Regions from separate parts of the Zea mays genome. Here region 2 is linked to region 1. A link is a contact called in public Hi-C data. All regions are on one chromosome and are shown on one strand. Each heading gives the region's core, a stretch centred on a gene start, on an enhancer-like site or on the middle of the called end of the contact. The rest is flanking DNA. Distances are from core to core; before and after follow the strand shown.

The links. Hi-C and Micro-C count contacts between places; a contact is called where the count stands out from the background.
Region 2: a Hi-C map of leaf shows a contact between it and region 1, with 4 times the contacts expected there. The contact joins the promoter of LOC100382204 here to the promoter of LOC100193329 in region 1. A contact is called at or near these places in 4 of 25 Hi-C or Micro-C datasets (bundle sheath, endosperm, leaf and 1 more).

Annotation. Positions count from the first base shown.
Region 1 is chr2:201,569,363-201,575,275 of Zm-B73-REFERENCE-NAM-5.0, forward strand. It overlaps LOC100193329, which reads left to right and starts at 2,664. Exons shown (of 5, transcript NM_001358710.1): 1 at 2,664-2,969. The coding sequence starts at 2,877.
Region 2 is chr2:201,845,156-201,851,802 of Zm-B73-REFERENCE-NAM-5.0, forward strand. It overlaps LOC100382204 (putative cytochrome P450 superfamily protein), which reads left to right and starts at 4,882. Exons shown (of 2, transcript NM_001174963.1): 1 at 4,882-5,779; 2 at 5,883-6,647. The coding sequence starts at 4,901. The coding sequence ends at 6,521.

The DNA of each region.
Region 1 (5,913 bases), core at 1,414-3,913:
TAAGATTTACAGCCAAATGCAAGAGGGCGGACAAGGGATGCAAATGGCGCTTTCATGCTTCTACTAGTACCAAAAAATATGTCGGTTGCAAGGTAATCTAGATACTTACATAGTAGATGTTTTCTGCAGGTTTCAGCTATTGGGAATACTAATGTTTTGATTCTATGTCTGCAGGTTAAGACAAATGGACCAAAGCACACATGTGGTTCGTACAACAATTGTGCAGATAATATGGCTACAAATAGATGGGTTGCTGATAGAGTGGTCAATTTGTTGAGGGATGATCCAACAACTGGACCAAAGTTCCTGCAGGACGAATTGAAGAAGAAGTACAAGATAGTAGTTCCATACGATAGAGTCTTTAGAGGCAGGGAGAGGGCGCTTGACATGATAAACGGAAAGTGGGATGATAGCTATGATTTGCTGCCTACCTATCAAGCTGAGCTATTGAGATCTATCCCTAATAGTGTTGTTGAGCTAGACACTGAAACATGTCAAGGTGATGTCTGTTTCAGGAGGTTCTTTATAGCTCTTAAGCCATGCATTGATGGTTTTGTTGAAGGTTGTAGACCCTATATTGCCATGGATAGTACTCACTTAACAGGAAGGTCAAGAGGTCAATTGGCGTCAGCTGTTGCAGTTGATGGAAATAACCGACTGTTTCCAGTGGCTTATGGAGTAATAGAGACAGAGTCTAAGGAAAGTTGGATTTGGTTCATTCAGAACTTGAAGAAAGCTATTGGTTATCCGACAGGTATGGCATCCAACAATACTTCTATTTTAACTTGCTTTCTGAAATTCAAATGCTAACATAGTACTATTGTGAGATATAGGTCTGGTTATCAGTACGGATGCATGCAAAGGACTTGAGGAGGCTGTCCATATTGTGTATTCTGGTGTGGAGCATAGAGAGTGTATGAGGCATTTATGGAAGAATATGAAGAAGAAGCAGTACAAAGGGGCACTTTTCTCTCAAAATATGTGGGCAGCTGCAAAAAGTTGGACCGTTGAGAAGTACAATTACCATATGAGGAAGATAGAAGAGAAGGCTCCAGATGCCATTGCATGGTTGGATGATAATCATCCATTTGTGTGGACAAGAAGTAAGTTCAGTGAACTATCTAAGGTAGATTACATCAATAACAACCTCTCTGAATGTTTTAATAGTTGGGTGGTAAAAACCAAGGACAAACATATTGTGGACATGCTTGATCAGATAAGGCAGATGATCATCAATAAGTTTGTTGAAAGAGAAAAGATAGCTAGAAACATGCAGGGCACAATAATCCCATCTATCATTCAGGATTTAAATGCTAAAAGCAAGGCTATAAAGGATCATGAAGTCTTAATATGTGGAGGTTTTACTGCTGAAGTTACTGTGTCCACAATAAGGCATTCAGTCAACATGGATCAAAAGACTTGCAGTTGTAGGGTTTGGCAAGTAACTGGGAAGCCGTGTAACCATGCTTTGAGTGTTATTGCGAAGCTTAGTAGAGATGTTCAGATGGAAGAATTTGTTCATGAATACTTCTTTGTTGATCGGTTGAGAAAGACATATGCGGGTGTCTTCCTTGCAATTACATCCAAGCATCAGTGGGCTCGTGTTGATTTAGGCTATAAAATCTGCAAGCCTAAACTAAGGAGGAAACCAGGGAGGCCAAGAAAGAGTAGAATCAAAGCATCTGATGAGATTGGCACAAAGAAGAGGAGGAGATGCACTGAATGTAATGAACTAGGTCATTTAGCAAAGACATGTCAAGGAGGTCCTACAGCAAAAGAGAGAAGGGCGACACTCTCATCTTCAGTAAATGCATCAGCAGTGGGTAGTAATGATCCAAATGTGGCTCAAACATCTAAGTAAGTCATTTCTGCTATGCTATACTAATTTTAGAGATGATTACCATACAAATATCAGTTAACTAATTTTTATTCTCCTATATGAAGTGCTTCTGAAAGTGCTCTTGCATGCGCTCCTGGAAGTGGAAGCACAAGTGCTCCAAGCACAAGTGCTCCAAGCACAAGTGCTGCAAGTGCAAGTGAAAGTGGAAGGGGAAGTGTAGGAAGAAGAGGAAGAGGGGGGAGGCTTGCACAATGGTTTGGAATTTAATGATCAAGATAGCATCATGAGGTGCTGTTTCTTTTGTATGAGATGTTGCTTTTGTATGACAATGTAATGGGTTCATGGTACTTTGTCATGCTTTTGTGAGACTTTTGTTGAACTCCATATGTACTACTTTGTTGGATTTGTTATGTGACATTGTGTTATTCTATATCTATCTTTGTTGTTGAAAATACTATCGAAATTCTGTTGCAATACAGTCAAAATATTGTCAAAAAGCTCTTGAAATACTGCTAAGCTGTTGTGTGAAAATCAGGGGTAAAATCACAATTACAGAACAGTCCAATTCAAAAGGAGGGACAAAATCACAATTATGACTGAAGGGTAAATTTGTCTTTTGATGTCCTAATTCACACCGTTACTGCATCTAACAGAAACATGGGCAGACTTGTATTTCGTTTTCAAAAAAGAGGCCCGAAATCACAAAGTCGAATTTTGAGGGGCAAAATCACAGTTGCACTTTCATCCAGGGACAGGAACACAATTGCCCCAATCAAAAATGCTCTCCGCCGCGTCGCTGTCCTTCGCTAGTCGCTGCCACATCTTCTCTCCTCGTCCAAAGACTCCAAGCTTCTGTGACCTCTGTTCTGCTGCCGCCTCTGGTCCACATCTCTCTACGCCGCCGCCCCGCCGTCCACCGATACCGCAGCGCTGGGAAGGATCACGGGGGAGCGGAGCGAGGCGGGGGACCCGCGGTTTTGTCGCCCGGATGGCGGCGGAGCGATGACACTGGCGGCGGGTGCGGCGCGGCGTTGGGATGCGGACGATCTGCGATGTGTGCGAGAGCGCACCGGCGGTGCTCTTCTGTGCGGCCGACGAGGCTGCGCTTTGCCGGCCTTGCGACGAGAAGGTTAATTCTGCTCCCTGCTCCCTCCTACCCGCGGAGGTCGTCGTCCCTCTCGCAGATCGGCCGGTAGTGCTATTTCAGTTAGCATGGCGGGCGCACGGTTTACCTTCGAGTTCGCGCTGTTGGTCTCTTGTTGTGTCCAGCTTAGGTTACCCAATTTTGTCCCACTTTCTCCATTTCGACGATCCTGCATCTGTCCCGATCCATTTTGGTAGCATGGAATTCGTAATCTTGCTACTTCAAATCGATAAGTTTTCAACGAATAAAAATGGAACCCGGAATATTATAGCATTTGACAGTGACAAAATTGTCGAAGTTGTTTGGGTGGGTTATGAGGAATTCAGAAGAGCCTATAGCTGTAATAGGGGCTCGGGGTGATCCCGTTGGGTTGCCCCAATTGCCCTCTTATAGCTTCTCCAACAAGGTGTCTCAAGATAATGCCAAAAAAATAAAACACCACGCCATTTAAAGTGTTTATGGCACTAAAAATAAATTAAACCCTAACATTTAAGTCCTAAATCATGTATTTTAGAAAATAAACTATATTATTATAAAAGAAAAAGTTGAGGATGGTGTAGAAAATAAGGATAGAGCACTAAACCGGGGTGTAGTATATTTGAATCACGCCCTATATTTTTTGATAAGAATGTGAATATGGCACTATTGGAGTTGTTTTTTTTACGAGTTTCCTATATTTCAAGATAGAACACTGATTTAAGGCACAAGTGTAAATGCTCTTATAATCAAGTGTTATCTTCTTGTTAGGTACACAAATCATGTTTTTGTGTTTTTTATTTGAGCCAAAGCATTCTCTGCGTAATACTTAGTTGAATTAGAGTTCCTCTGTGAGGGAGTTTGTCTGCAAAAAATTTAGGCTACAAGTTTCTTTTGACTATGTCTCATCTAATGTTATGCCGTGGGCTACAACCCCTCACCACTGCTTGTCGCGGTAGTCAAGGTGTTCATGTTTCTTTCAAACTTTTGCTGAACTGACCCTCCCCAAAAGAAAAGATTTTATAGCAATTTTTTTGGGTGGGTGGGTTTGGAATATCACACTTTTAAGCTCTGTTTAGTGCAGTTGCTGAAAGGAATATGAACATAGAATGTAATGTACTTGTATATTGCCAATTCTGGATACTACTAAAGTTATCATCATGTTATGCTGTTGATACGTGGTCTTCACTTTGGTGTGTGTAAAGGGAAATGAAGTAGCAGATGGGAATGGGGATTAGAACGTAGGGGATAAGCACTGGAAGGGGCAGATGAACCTCTGTCATCACAACGGCTGGCAGATCCTGCAGCCACGATGACCGAGGTCCGAGGAAGTCTCGCCCAACTCAGGGAGATGATTATTCCTCAATGAACCCTAATACAAACTACCAGCTAGCCTTTAAGGTTAGGCGGCTGGGACAAAGAAAATAGATCCACTAATTTAGGAAACCACCCCTACACTTAAGGAAACACATAACTGACTCTCCCTGAGATCTCGACTTCCTATGTTGGTCTAGCCTAGCCACTTCTAGGCCTGCGCCTATAGACTTTCCCAAGGAAAGAGTCTATAACATATCCCTCCTCCCCAACAAACAGCTTGTCCGCGAGCTGTACTTGTGGATAGCAGCACTTGAAGTCCTCCAGCTGTTCCCATGATGTATTTGTTGCTGAACGCCCCATCCAACTCACCAAAAGCTCCCAGATGCCTCTGTTCTTCCAGTCACCAACCGTAAATTGGAGCTCTCGCCTTGACTTCTAGGAGAAATCTGGTATCTGGAGCAGGGGTGCCATCATCAAGGCTTGCTTGAGCTGGCCAAAAGCAGCCTCTACCTCCTCAGTCCAACGAAAAGCTTCCTTTTTTAAGAGGGCTGTGAGTGGGGCTGCCACCCCGCTGTACCCCGCAATGAACTTGCGGTAATATCCAGTGAGACCGAGGAAACCGCGAAGTGCCCGTAGTGAACGGGCGTGGCTAGTCCTCAACTGCTGAAATCTTTGCCGGGTCCATTGCCACCCCTTCTTGGGAGATGATGTGACCAAGGTAAGTTACTGACACCGTGCCAAAGGAGCACTTCTTTGTTTCAGGGCCACCTTGTTCTCCTAAAGTGCTTGAAACACCTGTTTCACATGTTGTAGGTGCTCTGCCCATGTTTTACTATAAATTACAATATCATCATAAAACACCAGGACAGACTTGTGGATGTAGAGCCTGAGGACATCATTCATCAATGCTTGGAAGGTTGAGGGGGCGTTGGTGAGGCCAAATGGCATCACCAAAAACTCAAATTGCTACCGGTGTGTTGGAAACGTTGTTTTGTTGATGTCGTCTGGGTGCATGCGAACCTGATGGTACCCACTGAGAAGGTCGAGCTTGGTGAAATACCGTGTGTCGTGGAGCTCATCTAGCAACATATCCACCACCGATATTGGAAATTTGGCCTTAACTGTCTGACGGTTCAGCTCACGGTAGTCTATGCAAAATCGCCACAAGTCGTCTGGCTTCTTGACCAGCAGAACTGGCGATGAAAAAGCCGAAGAACACTCCCGGATAATACCCTGATGTAGCATGGTCTCACACTGTTTCTCAATGTCATCCTTCAAGAGTTGAGGGTATCGATACAGACGCACTACTATAGGAGTTGCACTTGTCAGCAATGTGATGCGGTGATCATGGCGATGTGGTGGGGGTAGTCCCTTTGGTTCTTCAAATATGTCTGTGAAGGAATCAAGCAGTGCTGTCAGTAAGTCTCTACTAGCAGATATCATGGAAAGTTGCGGCCTGCTGCTGTCCAGTCCTGACCATCTGACTGTACGCCCTTGATGCCGAAATGCCATGGTCATGTCTTTGAAATCACACAAAATTGGACCCAATGTCCGGAGCCAATGCACTCCCAAGACGATATCGACCCCTCCATTGGCAATGTATAACATGATATGTCAAAGGTGTTGTCGTTGATGG
Region 2 (6,647 bases), core at 3,632-6,131, 280 kb after region 1:
CAAATCTCCCTAGCTCGCCTTCCACCAACTCCATCTTGGTGATCATGGTGGCGTCGTTTCCCTCATGTGATATCTTGAGGGTATCCCTAATTTTCTTGGCATTGTCCAAGCCGCTCACCTTGTTGTACTCATCCCTGCACAACGATGCTAGCAAAACAGTGGTAGCTTGTGCATTCTTGTGAATTTGCTCATTAATAAACATAGGATTATCCGTACTATCGAAATGCATTCCATTTTCAACTATCTCCCAAATACTAGGATGGAGAGAAAATAAGTGACTACGCATTTTGTGACTCCAAAATGAGTAGTCTTCTCCATCAAAGTGCGGAGGTTTCCCAAGTGGAATTGATAGTAAATGAGCATTAGAATTGAATGGAATACGAGAATAATCAAATGAAAAGTTTTGATTAACCGGTTTCTTTTTAGACGAGTCATCATCGTCGTCGCCTCTTGGTGAAGAAGAAGATTCACCGCTGTCGTAGTAGACGATCTTCTTGATGCGCCTCTTCTTCCTGTCCTTCTTCTTGTGACTCGAGCCAGAGTCAACGGGCTTGTCATCTCTCGGCTCATTGAAGATGGACTCCTTCTCCTTGTTGTTGACCACCATCCCCTTTCCCTTAGGATCCATCTCTTCGGGCGATTAGTCCCTTACGTGATGAGAACGGCTCTGATACCAATTGAGAGCACCTAGAGGGGGGTGAATAGGTAATCCTATAAAATTCAACACTAAGAGCCACAAAACTTAGTTATGAAAGTTAGAACGGCTAAGTAGCTTGAAACGAGCTCTTGAGAACACAAACAATCAAGGAGAGAGCAATCACAAGAGACACACGATTTTATCCCGTGGTTCGGCCAAGTAACACTTGTCTACTTCCACGTTGTGGCGTCCCAATGGACGAGGGTTGCACTCAACCCCTTTCAAGTGATCCAATGATCAACGTGAATACCACGGCTTTTCTTCCTTATATCATTTTCCCGTTTGCGAGGAATCTCCACAAGTTGGAGCCTCTCGCCCTTACAATGATGATCACAAAGAAAGCATGGAGTAAGGTTGGAATGAGCAACACACACAAGACGCAAATCGCAGCACACCCACGCACACGAGAAGACTTGAGCTCAAATGACAACACAAGGAGTCCTTGACTCGAATAGAGCTCAAATCTCAAACACAATGAAACGAATGCGCGGGAACGAAATCTGGATGCCTTAGGATGCTTAGTGAATGCTTGTGTAGCTCCTCCATGCGCCTAAGGGTCCCTTTTATAGCCCCATGACAGCTAGGAGCCGTTGGAGATCAACAAGGAAGGCTATCCTTACCTTCTGTCTAGTGGCGCACCGGACAGTCCAGTGCGCCACCGGACAGTCACTGTAGACGGTCCGGTGCTGGTCTCCTTCCTTTTCTGGCACAGACGACCATTGCAGCTCCGGGTCAGTTGGCGCACCGGACTGTCCAGTGCCCCCTGCCGACCGTTGGAGCTGCCACGCGTTGCGCGAAGATTGCGCGGCCGACCGTTGGCACAGACGACCGTTGGCTCATTGGACAGTCCGGTGCGCCACTAGACAGTTCGGTGAATTTTAGCCGTACACCGCTGATCCTCTTCCTGAGAGCGACGAGTTCGCCGCGGACGACTCACCGGACAGTCCGGTGCACCACCGGACAGTCCAGTGAATTATAGTCATACGCCGTCGTCGAGTCCCGAGAGCAGCCTATTCACGCGGATTAGCCTGGTGCACCGGACACACCGGACATTGTCCGGTGTGCCAGGCCGAGCTGATCTTTGGCTGTACACATCCAGTCTTTTGCAATCCTTTTCTTTTCTTCTTTTCTCTATTTCTAACACTTAGATAACTTCATTAGTATTCAAAAACAACTGTACTAAGTCTAGAAATATACCTTCTCTTTGATTTGCACTTCTCTCTTCATTTAGCACATAGGAACTCAATTAAATGTGTTGGGCACTTAATCACCAAAACATAATAGAAATTGCCCTAATGGTACATTTCCCTTTCACTGGGAGCGTGCACATGAGTGGCTGACGCGCAGGCCCAGTTGCCAGTGTGTCACCAGGTCCACGAACGCGGCACCAGCATAGCGGCCGTAGAGAGACCGACCAGTGGGCCCAGTATGTCGACGCCACCATGAGCACATGGGCCACGCTGAGAGGAGAGTGGGCCGACCACGACAAGATTGGTCCAATGCGCTATTTTATATTTTTCCTTTTTCCTTTTCTTTTTCTTTTTCTGATTTCCTTTCTTTGAAATTTGAACATCAATTTGAACTCAAATATTGTTGTGAATTTTGTACTCAAGTCAAGTGTATAAATTAAAGATACAAGTTTGAAAAGGTTTCATTTATTTATGTATTTATTTTCTTTACATTTCATAAGGTTTCCTTTTCTATGTTATTTCCAATTTCTAATTTGCACATTAGGTCTTAAATCCTTGTTTAGACATTATTGTATTTTTATTACTATTATTATTATTATCTATAGATGCACAAACACATAAACTCCAGCATGATGCATAAATTATTTAGGTGTCATTTGTCTAATTATTCACTCTTAAATATAGCTATTCACATGTTATAATAAATAGAGACAAAATGTATAAGGAGATCAACTCTTTTCTCAATATTTACAAATTGGGTATTACAATTAGACTATGCACTATAAATGAATGACCCATCGATTAGCAATGACTAGTGCTAACACATTAGTTGTTAAGAGTCATCAGACTCTGATGCATTGGCTAATGACCAAATGTTAGACAATCAAATGGTGCATAGAGAAGGTTGTTGAGGGTGTAACGACTATGGGTCTATTTGGTTCAACTGTATATTCCTAAAAAATATGATTATAGTTGTGAGCTGTGAGAAAGTTGTTGCGAGTTGATGGTTGCGCGAAAGCTAAAATATGCTTGGTTGAAACAACTATCAAATATGGATCCTATAAGAGCATGATAGTTTAGTAACATGGTTGATAGGAATCTAAAAAATCTAGGGTAGGAGGTGATGCTGAATTCAACTAGAGGAATATGTAGATTTTTAGGAACATATTCTGTTGTTGTACCTATTTAGTTGAGATTTAAGAATTTTAGTAGCAAATATTTTTTATAAAGTAGAACCAAACACATCATATATATCTCCATGGGGGCTATAAATAGGAACCCAACAGGCTATTTGAGTGGTGTGGGAGACGAGGAACATATATAGTGAGTTGAGGCTCATTTATAGTAGCTTTGGACACCCAAGTGCTCAAGAAAATTAGTGTGAATGCTTTGTAAAGTGCTTAAGTTAGTTAAACCACCGCTTATACTGCTCGCTCTAGGTTTAGGCGCAATTTTTATTGTTGTTTGTAAACCACTTGCCACTTGGTGCTTGCACGCACTATGGTTGTGCTCGGAGTGGCTTGTACTCTTGTGATATCATGCCAATTGCATTTGTGGTGTGGCTGCTATATTGTACTAGAGGGAACTAGTCTCATGCAGTTTCGGCCAAAACTTGATTGTGAATACGCTAGGGAGTGGTTTGGAAAAGGCTGTTCTAGAGACCAACTTGCACATGGGAAAAGCTTGAGACCATCCATAGAGTTCACCGAATGAGAGTTAGGCTCTTGCATAGGCATCCTTGTGATGCGTTCCAAGGAGGATAGGGAAAACTTTCATGCTTCTTGATATCTTAATAAAAAATATTGACAACGTTAAATGAGAGCTTAGATCTGTACTGTCCTTTAAGCTTTCGTGACTATATTATATACCTTGGTGGTGAAGATGTTGTTGCTGCTAATGGTACAAAGTCATTAATAAGTGACTGAGGAAGAGCTCAAAGTAGATGATGATGAATGCGCCGAGACATAGCACTGCTTGACTTTGATGGAAGACGACCATTGTGGAAGTTAGGAGCAATCGTCTCCCTCCTCTCCAGATGCAATAGATGGAGAGACTACGATGATGGCGCAACAACCAAAAGAGACAAAATCCTAACTACATACGAGAGGAGTCTAGGGCTTCATATGAGAGAAGAACACTTTACGGGTTTTCACCTCCAAGACTGACATTGGCACTTGCCTCAATTACCACCAGGGACTTAGGATCCTCATCCTCTCTCGTCATGAAGAGCTTCCACAACAAGCTTAATAAAATTGAGTTCAAGTTAGAGAACATGTGGCGCTCTTTTCATCATCAAAATTTACCATAAAAAATTCTTTGAATTTACCGAAAACAAAATAGGCCCATGAAGCCCAATAGGGTGGATCGCCTGCCGTGTTTGTAAAAATCGTTAAAATAAGAGGTGGAAGGGATTCGAGCCATGGTCTGCTACTCTGCTTGGGTAAAAGACGTAGGTGCACTTGTGTTGTACAATAGATTTTATATTGTAAAGATATATAACCTATAAATTTTAAAAATATAATCGTACTTTATCCATTTCGTACTCGCATTGATCCTACTATGGTGAATTGGGAGCTTGTTATATTATGAACTTGCTAACTTTTGAACTTCAAGTCTATGAACTTATGATATTCATTAATTTGTAATATTGTGAACTTGAAAAAATAGTATGAATTATGAATTTGTTATATTGTGAATACTGAACTTATGATCTTTGTCAACTTTGTTATATTGAGATAACTTTATGTTGATAAATATCGATTGAATTTTAGATTTCGATTGTTATAGTTATATTTTCCGTACCAAACCTCCCTTTTCGATATTTTCAAAATACTGATACCATTTTTTGTCTCTAGAGTTACTGTTTTTGTTTTATTTTCAATAAAAATATATAAACATAAATAGTTTTTTTATTTACTGACCGTTTTTCATCTCTAGCCCAAAGCCGAACAAAATCCAGTCTTTTCCCCGCAGCAATAGACTGGTCACCACTCACGAGAGCAGAAAACAAACAATGCCTCTTTACCTGCTCGCCGCCGGCGCGCTTATTGTCTTCCTCTACGTTATCAACAACCGCAGGAGCAGCAAGCTCCCGCCGTCTCCGCCGTCGCTACCACTGATCGGCCACCTTCACCTCATCGGCCGCCTCGCGCACCGATCCTTGCTAGAGCTGCAGCTTCGCTATGGCGGCGGCGGCGGTCTCCTCTTCCTGCAACTCGGGCGTAGGCCGACCTTGGTCGTGTCCACTGCGGCCGTGGCCGCGGATCTGTTCAAGAACCACGACCTCGCCTTCGCCTCCCGCCCACGCAGCGTGGGAGGGGATAAGCTGATGTATGGGTGCAGCAACGTGTCGTTCGCGCCTTACGGCGAGAACTGGCGCCGGGGCAAGAAGATCGCGGTGGTCCACCTCCTCTCTCCGCGGCGCGTGGAATCTTTCGCGCCCGTACGGGTTGCCGAGGTAGCCGCGCTCGTCGCACGGACACGCCGCACCGCGGAGGCTGGGGAGGCCGTGGAGATGAGGGAGCTCCTGTACGGCTACACCAACGCGGTGGTCACCCGCGCGGCCACCGGTGCCGCTGGGGCAACAGCAGAGAAGCTGAAACAGCTGATGGGGAACTCCGCAGCGCTGATGGCGGGCTTCCAACCCGAAGACGTGCTGCCGGACGCACCGGCGAGGTTTGTGAGATGGGCGACGGGCCTCGATAAGAAGATCGAAGACATGGCCGAGGCGTGGGACAAGTTCCTGTCCGATATAGTGGCCGCACACAAGGAAAAGGGGTGTGGCGACGCAGGGGAGGAGGCTGAGGACTTCTTGGATGTCTTGCTCCGGCTGCGGGAAGAAGGCGCAGATGGGCTCGAGCTCACAGACGATCGCATCAAAGCTACCATCGAGGTTATCTTCGCAGAAACGCTCTTCCAGTATCTCATCAAGAAATGTTTACTGCCGATAATCCAATATTGTTCATCTCATCCGTACTCGATTCTTGAGTCTGCAGGACATGATAGCTGCTGCAACTGAAACATCATCCCAAACGCTGGAATGGACCATGGCCGAACTCATTGCCAACCCGCGGGTGATGAGCAAGCTCCAAGGCGAGATAGCGCGAGTCGTCAGCGCCGATCAGACGACCATCGCTGAACCGGACCTGAACAAAATGGAGTACCTGAGGGCAGTGTTCAAAGAGGTGCTTCGGCTCCACCCACCAGCGCCGCTCCTCGTCCCGCACGAATCAACAACGCCCGCGGTTGTGCAGGGCTACGAGATTCCGGCCAAGACGGCGCTCTTCGTCAACGTGTGGGCCATCGGGCGGGACCCTGCTGTGTGGGACGCACCGGACGAGTTCCGCCCAGAGCGGTTCGTGGGCGGCAGTCCCTCGGTGGACTTCAGAGGGACCGACTACCAGTTCATCCCGTTCGGCGCCGGCCGGAGGATCTGCCCCGGCATCAACTTCGCGCTGCCAGTCTTGGAGCTCGCGCTCGTCAGCCTCCTGCACCACTTCGAATGGGAGCTCCCCGCCGGCATGCGCCTGGAGGACCTCGACATGGGCGAGGCGCCGGGGCTGACGACGCCGCGGCGGATTCCGCTCGTCCTAGTCCCCAAGCGCAGGACGCTCGTTCAGACATTACTGCAGTAGCACAAGGAATTTGATCTGCCTCCCTGAGTACCGAGGTTTATCTATTGAGAAGTTGTGGATCAAACAAAATTCAAGAACACAGATTACCTTACCCAAAAAAAAACGCACAAGAACACTCAATTGCAG